Linked DNA regions of Zea mays: all the other regions are linked to region 3. A link is a contact called in public Hi-C data. All regions are on one chromosome and are shown on one strand. The core of a region is the stretch at or near the end of the contact, and the rest is flanking DNA. Distances in the headings are between cores, read along the strand shown.

The links. A called contact is a pair of places that touch in the nucleus more often than the background predicts.
Region 1: a contact with region 3 is called in a Hi-C map of tassel, with 4 times the contacts expected there. The contact joins the promoter of LOC100192783 here to the promoter of LOC100281446 in region 3. A contact is called at or near these places in 2 of 25 Hi-C or Micro-C datasets (ear and tassel).
Region 2: a contact with region 3 is called in a Hi-C map of tassel, with 2.3 times the contacts expected there. The contact joins the enhancer-like site here to the promoter of LOC100281446 in region 3. A contact is called at or near these places in 3 of 25 Hi-C or Micro-C datasets (ear, leaf and tassel).

What each region holds. Positions count from the first base shown.
Region 1 is chr1:9,046,952-9,051,091 of Zm-B73-REFERENCE-NAM-5.0, reverse strand. It overlaps LOC100192783 (60S ribosomal protein L21-like), which reads right to left and starts at 2,454. Exons shown (of 2, transcript NM_001137977.2): 1 at 2,123-2,454; 2 at 1-412. The coding sequence starts at 2,359. The coding sequence ends at 155. LOC103631697 (RPM1 interacting protein 13) reads right to left here. Exons shown (of 4, transcript XM_008652689.4): 4 at 4,002-4,140.
Region 2 is chr1:8,733,479-8,737,128 of Zm-B73-REFERENCE-NAM-5.0, reverse strand. No RefSeq gene overlaps it. Among protein-coding and RNA genes, the nearest start is that of LOC103631695, 9.4 kb to the right of the region's middle. Within about 2 kb of position 1,443, at least 15 of the 20 cell types and tissues checked have an H3K27ac peak or open chromatin away from gene starts, as enhancers often do. A contact at or near this core is called in ear and tassel, where this site is marked.
Region 3 is chr1:8,915,667-8,919,523 of Zm-B73-REFERENCE-NAM-5.0, reverse strand. LOC100281446 (vegetative storage protein) reads left to right here and starts at 2,186. Exons shown (of 1, transcript NM_001154364.2): 1 at 2,186-3,857. The coding sequence starts at 2,295. LOC103631696 (pentatricopeptide repeat-containing protein At5g08305) reads right to left here and starts at 2,075. Exons shown (of 2, transcript XM_020545022.2): 1 at 1-2,075. The coding sequence starts at 1,980. The coding sequence ends at 475.

The DNA of each region.
Region 1 (4,140 bases), core at 1,205-3,704, 130 kb before region 3:
CTAGAAATGTGGAGTCTGGTTCGAATGCCTGAGACAAATATCACCAATGTACCATGCCTGCCCTTCTAGAACAAAAGAACTAGACAGTTGTCAAAAAGATTCAGATAGGTATTTATGCCAGCTCGCTTGAACTGCTCAAGATACATAATTCTCTCTAGTAACCCCCCTTGAGATCATTTACCACATCATAGGGAATAGGAGTAACGGTCTCAAGTGTAGCACCCTCAACCATGAAGCCAGGTTTGGGTCCCACAGGCTGCCTCTTGGTGCTGATCACCTCGCCACGGTCCTTGGCATCAACCTTGAGCTGATCGTTCTTGGCTTTCCTCAAGCGGAACTCCTCTGTGCAACGGGAGGGCTGCACATGCTCCACACGGACATGGATACGCTTCCTGATGATGCGGCCATTAACCTAAAGGCACCAGAAAAAGCCAAATATTACCACGGTGAATCAGTCCATATAGTTGCATTAACTCATAACGAAAAAAAGACAAGTCAAGGGCACCATCACTTGTGCCTAACCAAAAAGAAGAATGGCAGGGGGCATGCATCTTTGCAAAGTCACTCTTTACAACAAACCATAACTTTAGACAAATGTGAACACGAAGGAACTAAACTGCATATCCAACAGTTTAGGTTCAAGTGAAAGGGAGACATGTTTTACTATGTGAAGCAAGCTTGAACGAAACGAGGCTTGGAGCATAAGTGCATTACTATGTGAACACGAAGGAGTATATTATTATTACTATATACATCTAATCTGCATACATATTGATCCAACATGAACTTAAACAATGTAAAGAAATAGGAAGCATAATTGCAGAACAAATTTACATATGTATCATCCAAACAGGCTCCCCTGCTGCTACTGGTAACAGAAGAGGTGCCAGAATGACAGATTTTGATGTATGCCCATCACACGTATGGACGTGTGCCACAATACCCTCTCTCGTGGAATACCACGCCACCCCATAGCTTAAGGGGTAAGCGCTCGGCCTAGGGCAAAAAAACAAGAAGAATCGAACTGTTCTGGCACATCAATACCCAATGTTATGGGAACAGTTGTCAAAATGAGCAAATTGTCACTATGCCAGTACTTGATAAGGTTCCAGTTCTGAACTTCAAGTAGGTCTAAATAAGTGTCAAATTAGGAATGTTAAATTTTAAAGACAACTACGGGGGTGTTTGGTTTCTAGGGACTAATGTTTAGTCCCTTCATTTTATTCCTTTTTAATCTATAAATTGCTAAATATAGAAACTAAAATAAAGTTTTAGTTTCTATATTTAGCAATTTTTGAACTAAAATGGAATAAAATGTAGGGACTAAACATTAGAGCAACTCCAGTAGTTCTCTAAAGACTTTCTAAATCAATAATTTAGGTAGTTAACATGAAAACTATTTTCCAACAGTTCTCTAAATGAACTTTCTAAATTTAACAACTTGTCATCTAACCTCATTTTCTCTCTACATTTGGCAATCATTTAACAACTCCCTAAACAAAAAATATTGACTGCATTATATAGTTTTTGTGACTTATTTTTTATGTGGATAGATACAAAACAAAATTACAACCTATATTTAGAGAACTATTGGAGAACTCATATTTTTTTACTCTAAAAGCTATTTAGCAACTTCTTAAATCTGTGATTTAGAGAGCTAAAATTTACATAACTATTGGAGTTGCTCTTAGTCCTTAAAAACCAAACACCCTCTACATCAATTTGGTACTAATCAACACGAATTTGACATAAAAAACACAAAACAGTGTGCACTCAATATATCAAACATTGGACAGAACAAGAGATAAACTACGTAATTTCAAGAGTTCACACTTCATTATGCTATTAAATTACAATCCAGCACTCTGCACAGCTTAAAATACCACAAGTGCGAGCGAATTTATGTGAGCATTAGTATATGCGTCCGCAAACGTACGACTCGGATTTCTTTCCATGAAATGGTCTCTATCTCAGGCGGAGGACACTGAAAACTACTGTATCTATGTATCATGAAAAAAAATATCGCTGTATTGCCATCAACCAGCAGCAGCACACATCTAGCAAACCGGCGGCGCATACGGAACGAATGACAACACAGGGTATGCTGGTGCGGGCGTTATACCTGCTTGTTGATCTCAACGCCGATGGCGCGCTTGGTGACGTTCCAGACGCGACCGGTGCGGCCGTGGTAGAACTTGTGCGGCATGCCCTTGTGCACGGCGCCGTTCACCTTGACGTCGACGTAGTCGCCGATCTTGTAGGTGCGCAGGTACGTGGTGAGCGGGATGTAACCCTTCTTGCGGAACGGCCGCGCGAACAGGTCGCGGGTCCGCGACCGAAGCCCGTGCCCCGCCGGCATCTTCCTCCTGTTTCCTGCGGCTGGGCGGCGGCGGCGGCGGCTGCTGCTACTGCGGGAGTGTGCTGCTGCGGCTCTAGGGTTCGCGAGGGACCGGGGACGTGACACTTGTATGTGTGACCTTTGGGCGGTGGCCTGGTAGCGATGACTCTGTGCTGGTTTTGAAATGGGCCTTCATGGGCTGCATTTTCTTGCGTTACTAGGCTGGGAACTGATGATCCTATAACGACGTGGTGGGCTCATGCTGTTTCAAGGGGTTCGCCATGTTTTCGTTTATTATGTCAAAATAAGAAAATAATCGGAACAGAGGCCGATACAAAAATCGGGAACGGACTACCGAAGTCCGAGGTACAGTACGATATATAGTGCGTCGACGCACCTAAATCCTATACGCTCAACAAAATTAAAAAAGAGAGAGAGGGAGAAGAAGCGATTTCGACAAAAAGCGAGGCCAGAGATACGCTAGTGTCCTCTCCTGCTTCCATGCCGGTGGTGACATACTGACATCTCATACTTCCATGCCGGTGGTGACATCTCCTATTTCCATGCCGTTGACGACATCAACCACCGGCAGAGATACGCTAGTGTCCTCTCCTGCTTCCATGCCGGTGGCGACATCTCATACTTCCATACCGGTGGTGACATCTCCTATTTCCACGCCGGTGGCGACATCAACCACCGGCGGTGACAAGTCCATCTGTAACCTGTTGTACCTAGAAACCATGGGAAAACCTTTCATCTCTGCAGGCGACGTCGCCCAGCGCAAGGGAAAACGCCGCCACGACGACGCGGCTCGCACGGCTATGCCGGACGACAAGGGCGAAGAGAAAAAGGCTAAGATCGATAAGGCGGTCCGCGGCTCGAGCCTCTGGACGCGCCGCCGTGCTAACACCGCAACGACGTCAGACCTCGTGATTCGTGTGCCTGAGCGCGAGTCTCGCTTCTGCATGCTTCAAGACTGTTGTGCCTCCTCCTGCTGCGGCAGTATTCATGGCAGTAAGTGGCGGCTTCAGAAGAGAAGCAAGATTGAGGCTAAATAATCCAAGTCTGAACTTGCGGGTAATTAGATCAAGTAATAAAAAAACACAAAGTAATACTAGCGTCATATTCTTTGCTTTGGATGTGAGCCATGTTGATTTGATGCCTGGAGTTCTGATCAAGGTTTTTGTTTTTTTGGTTGTTTGGTTTGGATCTTTGTTATAATCTTAAATAAATGACTATCGTGTTGATGGGTTTCCTGCTTGTAGGTCGAACGAGAGTACTTATCCTAAACGTGATTTATACTAATCCATCCATATAGATATGTTGGATCTCGCTTAGTCTAAACCCCATTCCTTATAAATATAATATAAATAGGCACATTTCAATGGATCAATCTACTTTATTTACTCTTCTTTATCATTCCTACTTTAGAAGTAATTGTAGTTTTCCACATATCTACCTTTATCGCAATCCGACTCTACATCGTCTAGATCCATCTTGAATGGTCTGTCGACCCTAAAACGACCCTTAGATCTTAATTCCTGATTAACTCTACGTCTCTACGTCGTCTAGGGACGCCCGAGTATTACATCCAAGCCCGAGTATTACGTCCGAATTTAAAGACAAATCCAAATACATATCAAATGTATGCTAAAATCAAATCTAACACATAATAACTCATGGTAAAGAAATCAATGTCACATCATTATTAACTCTCGTCGTCTAACCTCACTCGTATAAAACGAGCACCTGTTTTACCATTGGACAAGGTGCTGAAACCTCACCAGCTATAGTATGTTGCA
Region 2 (3,650 bases), core at 194-2,693, 180 kb after region 3:
ATTTCGATAAGATCTATAAGAATCACAAATATAATTTAATACAACGCTTACCTTTGTTTAGCAGATTCACCGTGTCTAGACATCATGCAAATCGATAATATGACAATAAAAAATGCTTCTAAAAATGATATCCAAAACCTAACCCTTACCCTATTAATCATACATAACAAAATAGGAAAAAAAAGGAGAGAGCTTACCTTGATACAGAGTAACAATGGATCCAAGTCGATGAATTAGGTTGATGTTTGTCGTTTTGAAGAATAGAAATGAGTATAAAAAATTGACGGCCGAAGGGGCATATTTATAGACACGTACCTCGGCGCCGTAGATCTTGGCGTCGAGGTAGGGGCCATGGATCTAGGTGCCTACCTCGGCGCCAAGATCTAGGGCGCCGAGGTATGTGCCACGTTAGTTCCACCGTGACCGGATTCTTACCTATGCATGCCAAAAAATGGCGCCGACACGTTGTACCTAGGCGCCAATGATAATGGCGCTGAGTCAGGGGTCCATTTTTTAAATGAAACTGCAAAGGGTGTATTTATGAAAATAAAACCCAAAAAGGGCTAAAATGCAAAAAAGTTGGGCACACCGGATGCCTCGTATAGTAATGACTAGTTTCATAAACTAGACATTGGGAAGGCACTAGCATTTCTGGTACAGTGGGTTGGTAAGCACCATAGGACTGTCACAAACCAGATACGTAGTTTTTGTGGAGCAGCTAATATATATATCATGGTAGTCGTCGAAACAGACTTTGGTCTCGATGTCGACAAATAACTCGAAAATCATTGCATTATATGAAGCATCAAAAGAATGTGTATGACTCCGAAGAATGATCAACTTGAGGATCATTTGAAGTTAGGTGAATTATCTTCTTTATTTCCTTATGTGAGTTTTCATAAAAATCTCTCACTTGAGGTTTTGAACGAGGTAATTCGTTTAACACAGTAACCGTGAGTAATGTACTCTTTCTTTGAATTTCTTTTCATTGAGTTTTAATGGAGTTTTAGGGTATTGCATCTCACAGGCATAGGGCCAAGCCAAGAGGGAGGGGTGCTAAGAACCCTGTAGCCAAAGATGCCTACTAGCTTTTGTCTATAAATAAGAGATGTCCTATATGTGAACAAAGCAGAAATAAATAAATACCTTTCTCTACGCTTTTGTCTTCTTTTGACTGGGGTAACAAAGGTTTGGACTACACTTGGTAACAAATGTTTATAACAGGGTCGATCCTTTCGCCCAGAGCAGAGTGCTGCTTGTTGCCGGTGGTGTGTAGTAGTAGCGTTATCCTATAGACATAGCGCACGAGATGCACGCGCTGAATCATCGTCAGAGTCAGAAAGCGCTTCATTAACGGCTGTCTGCCCACCCACCAGCCCACCACATCACCGGGTTGGCGGCTACCGGCGGGCCACGTCTCGCACTGGGGGCACGTCGCGTGCTTCTGCTGTGCGTGCACAGTCCCAAGCTTCAGCTTGTGTACTACAAACTCTGCCGTGCATGCATGGTCCAGTCCTTGCTCATGCATCGGTGCTACTCTTCCGCAGGTGGCCGGTGCTCCCAAAATCCACCGTGAAGTTGCCGTGTCACCTAACGCTGGGTGCAACTGCAACGTGCAAGTGCAACCTAGCTACTATCTACTACAGTACTTGCTCGTGGGGGGTTTATGTGTGTCACCTTTCTCTATTGCAATATACTACCTCCCTCCCGAATTTTTGCAGTGTCAAAGCATCTCTAAATTAACAAAATTTATATAATAAAATAATTTCATTTTATGATACCAAATAAGTATTATTAGGTTTTTTATTAATTACTCCCTCCGTTTCTTTTTTTATTTGTCGCTGGATAGTGTAAAATTGCACTATCCAGCGACAAATAAAAAGAAACGGAGGGAGTATATTTTTATAGTATATCAGCGTCCAAAGAACACCATTTGGATGCTAACAAAACATCCTTCGAATGTCTCTTCGCCGGAAAATAAATCCATGCAAGGTCTAACACCATGTAAGCCTCGTACTATGAATATAAGGATGAGATGTGGCCTTGTGGTTTGGATTTTATGTTGAGTGATTGTCAATTGAGTATCGTCTTGAGTTGATTTGTGTGGACTTATCAGGTGTGAGCGTGCGTACAACATATCCTTAGTTTGTGATGCATATGTGTGGAGTATAGAGGCAGTGGTCGACAAATGCCACACCTGGATTTAAGGGGGCACGAATTAAATATGTGTTAGGATCAAGTCTTACACATATGATGACACATGATACAGAAATCAATGTTACATCTTTATTATATAATAGAGGTTCCGTACAAAATAGCTAAATAATTAAATCATATGATGACAACGATCATCCACAACCATAATTGACTGGGAGACGACGACCTAGACCTCTCACGAACTCATCGCGACATCCTTCATGCTCCTCATCTTGGCGGTACCTGTTCTTGACCTGGTGTGAGTTTAGCAAGAGTGAGCTCACATACGTTCATCGCTCAACAAGTTGTGGGAAATAATATGCATTAGCTCACTTACGGTAGGGACTCATGTGAAGTGTAAGTCATATCAACAAATAGGGGTTAAGGATGAACATTGCTTTTAATAAGTTGGTCAAAATTTTATTAGGAGTTACTAAGTATAAGTAGACACCAACCCAATTAAATAATTGATCACAATTGATAATAATAAATCCCACAATGCAATGCAAATGACAGATTAAGTTTAATTTCATAAGTTACTCATGTGAGGGTCTGAGTCGCTCATGACCATGAGCACGACTGATATACCAGTTTTACATTATGCAGAGGTTGCACATCTTTACCCACAAGACGTGTTTTCCGTTTATCCAGGTTTTACAAGACCCTTAGACAGTTCCAAGGTGAATGGCTAGGGGTCCACTGTGAGGCCTTTACAAAGTTCCACTAGATGAGAGAACCCGCTACGGATTTCGAGCCGAAGGCGATATAGAAATCCCTCGTCCGAAAAGTGTCGGGGACCATAATTAGGGGTACCCCCAAGACTCCTAAACTCGACTGGTAACCGCCATCAGCACAAAGCTGCAAAGGCCTGATGGGCGCAATACAGGTCAAAGCTCCGCCCACTCAAGGGACACGATCTCGCCCGAGCCCAGCCTCGGGCAAGAACAGCAGACCCAGGTGAATTCACGTCTCGCCCGAGGGTCTCCTCAAGCAACGGGCGCACCTTCAACTCGCCCGAGGCCCAGCTCGGGCAGGTTTCGCGGAGAAGCAACCTTGGCCAGATCGCCTCGCCAACCGACCGTATCGCAGGAGCATTCAATGCAAGGATCATTTGACACCCTATCCTGACGCACGTTCCTCAGTCGACAGGGCCGAAGTGACCGCAGTCATTTCGCCCCTCCACTGACTGACCTGACAGGAAAACAACGCCGCCTGCCCTGCTCCGACTGCTGTGCCACCCGCCAGGGTGAGGCTGACAGCAGCCAAGTCTAGCCTCAGGCGCCATAGGAAGCTCCGCCTCACCCGACCCCAGGGCTCGGACTCAACCTCGACCCCGGAAGACGGTCTCCGCCTCGCCCGACCCCAGGGCTCAGACTCAACCTCGACCCCGGAAGACGGTCTCCGCCTCGCCCGACCCCAGGGCTCGGACTCAACCTCGACCCCAGAAGACGATC
Region 3 (3,857 bases), core at 937-3,436:
GGCTCCTGGCTGATTGCAAAATTGCTCCATGCACAGTTTCAGCAGATGCTTGTAACTTACAAAACAATTGATGTAGTTTTCACCTTATTGCTAGATCTGTCATACAGGCAGTAGCTACAGGTCGAAGCAATTCCTGAAGAAAGTTTATCTATATATCAATATTATTTGTCTGCTATGCAAGCAATCTAAATGCCATCTGCATCAAATATTTCCACATCTCTTCTATCGGCAGAGAATTTGCAGCAAATGCTGCTTCTAATATGCAAAATATATATCTCCTGATGTATCTGCTCACAACTGAGTTGACCTGTTAATTTAGTTTCCAATTTGATTAGCCTAAATTATGCTTTGGATAGTGCTTCAGTGGCCAGAACTAAGTGTGGAAAATACTATGTCCACATTCACTCCGAGAAAATGATCGAACAGCTTCATGGAAATTGTTTGTTGAGTGATCTACAGGTGCAAGCGCAACCATCATTCTAGCAGTGTGCACAGGAGGTAATCTGGAATAGTAGCATCATCCTTCATTTTCATCTCTATTGCTATTAGATTCAGCAACTCATAGATCTTCACTGAGCCAGGATGAGTCTTGTCCTGGGCAGTGAACCTGGAGAGCCCTCCACCAACATCAATCTCACTAAATCCAGGGACCTTTTTTACACCCCTATCCTCCATCACCTTTCTAGCTTTCTTTGCCTCTTGCCACCGTCTGGCAACAGCATAGATATTGGACAGGCCAATGTACCTGCCATCGTGGTCTGGCTGCAACTGGACAAGCCGCCTACCGAGTACCTCGCCCAGCTCCACCCATCCATGCAAATGACAGGCATTTAAGAGAGCACCAAGCACAGAAACACTAGGTTTCATTGGCATACTTTTAACAACACCGTACACTTCCTCCAGGCGTCCTGCTCTGCCAAGCACATCTACCAGGCAAGCATAATGCTCGACATGTGGTCTGAGCCCTTGCGCTTCAAGTGAGCGGAAGAACTCCCAAGCCTCATCCACTAGACCGCCGTGGGCACAAGCGCTCAGCAGACAAAGGTACGTGATCTCATCCGGCGCAACCCCAGCACGCTGCATCTCCAGGAATATCTCCACCGATTTGGTGGCCATGCCATGCACCGCAAGGCCACCGATCACAGCATTCCATATCAGAACATCGGTGCTCTCCACCGGCACAGCCCAGAACACCTCCATTGCCTCACTGATGGCCCCACACTTGGCATACATGTCAACGAGCGAGGTTGCAAGCCTGAGGTTCAATGCAAAGCCACGTTCCCTCAGGCACCGGTGCGCCCGCCTTCCGCGCTCGAGGTCTCCAAGCTGAGCACAGGCTCCAAGCACGCTCACCATCGTGACGTCGTTAGCCCTCGCCCCACCCCCACCATCCTCCTCCTCTGCTGACCTGGCGGCAGCATTCTCCATCATCTCGAACAGCGCGAGCGCCTCGCGGTGCTCCCCACACTTGACGCACCCGTCGATCATGGCGCTCCAGGACACCACGTCCCGCTGGGGCATCCGAGCGAACACCTTTCGCGCAGCGGGGAGGTCGTGGCACTTGGCGTACCCATCGAGGAGCGCGTTCCAGGAGACAAGGTTGGGGCGCGGGATTTCGTCGAACACTCGGTTGGCGTGGTCCGGCAGGGCGCAGGCCGCGTACATGTGGACGAGGGAGTTGGCGACGTGGAGGTCGGCGGGGAGGAGCCCGAGCCGCAGCGGGTGCGCGTGGAGCGCAGACGCGAGGGAGGCGGAGGAAAGGCGCGCGGCGGCGCGGGCAAGGAATGGGAAAGTGAAGTGGGACGGGCGGAGGGAGGAGCGGAGGAGGAGGATGAAGACGGAGAAGGAGAGGGAGGGGAACGGCGAGGATGAGGTTGACCTGATGAGGTGGTCGAGGAGCTGGGTGGTGAGCATGCGGCCGCGGAGGTGGCGGAGAAGGTGCGGCAGCGTCGGCGGGCAGGGAGGCGGAGGCATGAGCATCAGTGAGACCGTCAGCTAGTAGATAACCAACGAATACGCCTTCAAATCCAGCCTTCCCGGGTTGCCGCTGCTCTAAAACAGGTCATGCTCATACCCCGAAGGGCCAATTCGCTGTATGCCATTGGAAAATATACTTGTTCCTTGTGTGCCACTGGCCTCACATATCATAAACACCAAAACATATACCTATATGCCACTCAGTGGCACACAAGGAATGAATATAAAATCTGCATACCAGGAATTTTTCCTACCCCGAAACCGCCGCCACGCCGTCGCTGATCACCAGCGCCCATCACACACCGCCTTAGACGCCCATGCTCGCCGTGGCCGCGTCCCTCAGGGCCTCGGCCTCCGCGGTGGCCGAAGCTGGCGGCGACCCGGCCGTTCTTCACGCGGTCCTCATCAAGACCGCCTCGTCCTCTCGCGCCGCCTACAACCTCCTCTTCTCCCGCTACCATCCGTCGCTCTCGCTGCACCTCCTCTCCCACCTCCCGTTCTGCTTCCGCCCCACCGCCGGCTCGCTCACCTCCTCGCTCTCCTCCCTCTCCGCTTCCTCCCCGGCCTCCGCGCTCCCGCTCCTCCGCCGCGTCCTCGGCATGTCCCCTGCTCTCCTCTGCGACGGCCCGCTATCCTCACTCCTCCGCTCCATGCCGCCGTCCATCGCACCGCACGTGCACGCCCTCGCCTTCAAGCTCGCCCTCTCGTCGTCCCCCTACTCCGCCTCTTGCCTTATTACTCTCTACTCCAGAGCCCGCTCCCCGGCATGCGCCCGCCACCTGTTCGATGAAATCCCCGTTGCAAATCGGGACTCCGTTTGCTACTCCTCCACGATTGTTGGGCTCGCACAGAATGGGTGGTACGAAGAATCCCTCTCTGTGTTCGCTGGCATGCGCGCAAACGGTGTTGATTCTACCATGCATGCGCTCTCCGGTTCTCTCCGGGCAGCTGCAGGGCTTGCTGTGCTGGAGCAGACTTGTGGGATTCACGCCCATGCGGTGGTAGTTGGGCTTGATGGAAATGTGGCTGTTGGGACCGCCCTGGTGGATGCTTATGGTAAGGCTGGAGATGTGGATGATGCAGCCAAGGTTTTTGAGGGGTTGGGTGGTGACCGAAACCTGATTACATGGAACGCGGTGCTTTCTGCTCATGCTCAGCAGGGAGATGTGCAGGAGGTCACTGGACTGTTTAACCAGATGATGAAGCTGGGTTTTGCCCCTGATGGGCTAACATTCCTTGCTGTTCTCACGTCATGTAGTAATGCCGGAGCAGCCACTGAAGCCAAGTTTTGGTTGGAAGCAATGCAGTCGAAGTACGGCGTGAAGCCTGACCTTGAGCATTATACTTGCGTGGTGGGTGCAATGGCACGGGTGGGGCATCTAGAGGATGCAGAGAGTTTTGCTTGTACAATGCCATGCAAACCAGATGCAGCAGTGTGGCGGACACTTCTAATGGGCTGTGTGGTTCACCGCAGGGTTGACATGGCAGAATCCATGGGACAGAGGCTTCTGGAGATTAATCCCAAGGATGACTCAGCTTATGTCATGCTTGCCAACGTCTACTCAACAGCTGGGAAAACAAATGAGGAGGCTGAGGCATGGACTGCAATGAGGGACCATGGGGTCAGGAAGGAAGGTGGGCGAAGTTGGATTGAGGTCAGAGGGCTGGTACATGTTTTTGTTGCAAACGAAAGAAGGCATGAACAGCTGCTAGAAATATATGACAAACTGCATGAATTGATTCAAGAGGTAGAGAAGTTAGGGTACAAGGAGGCAGATGAGAGACTTTGGCATCATAGTGAAAGATTGGCTCTTGCATATGGGTTGATCAGTGGTGCTGCACCATCAGGAAAGGTGTTGAGAATAGTTAAGAACTTGAGA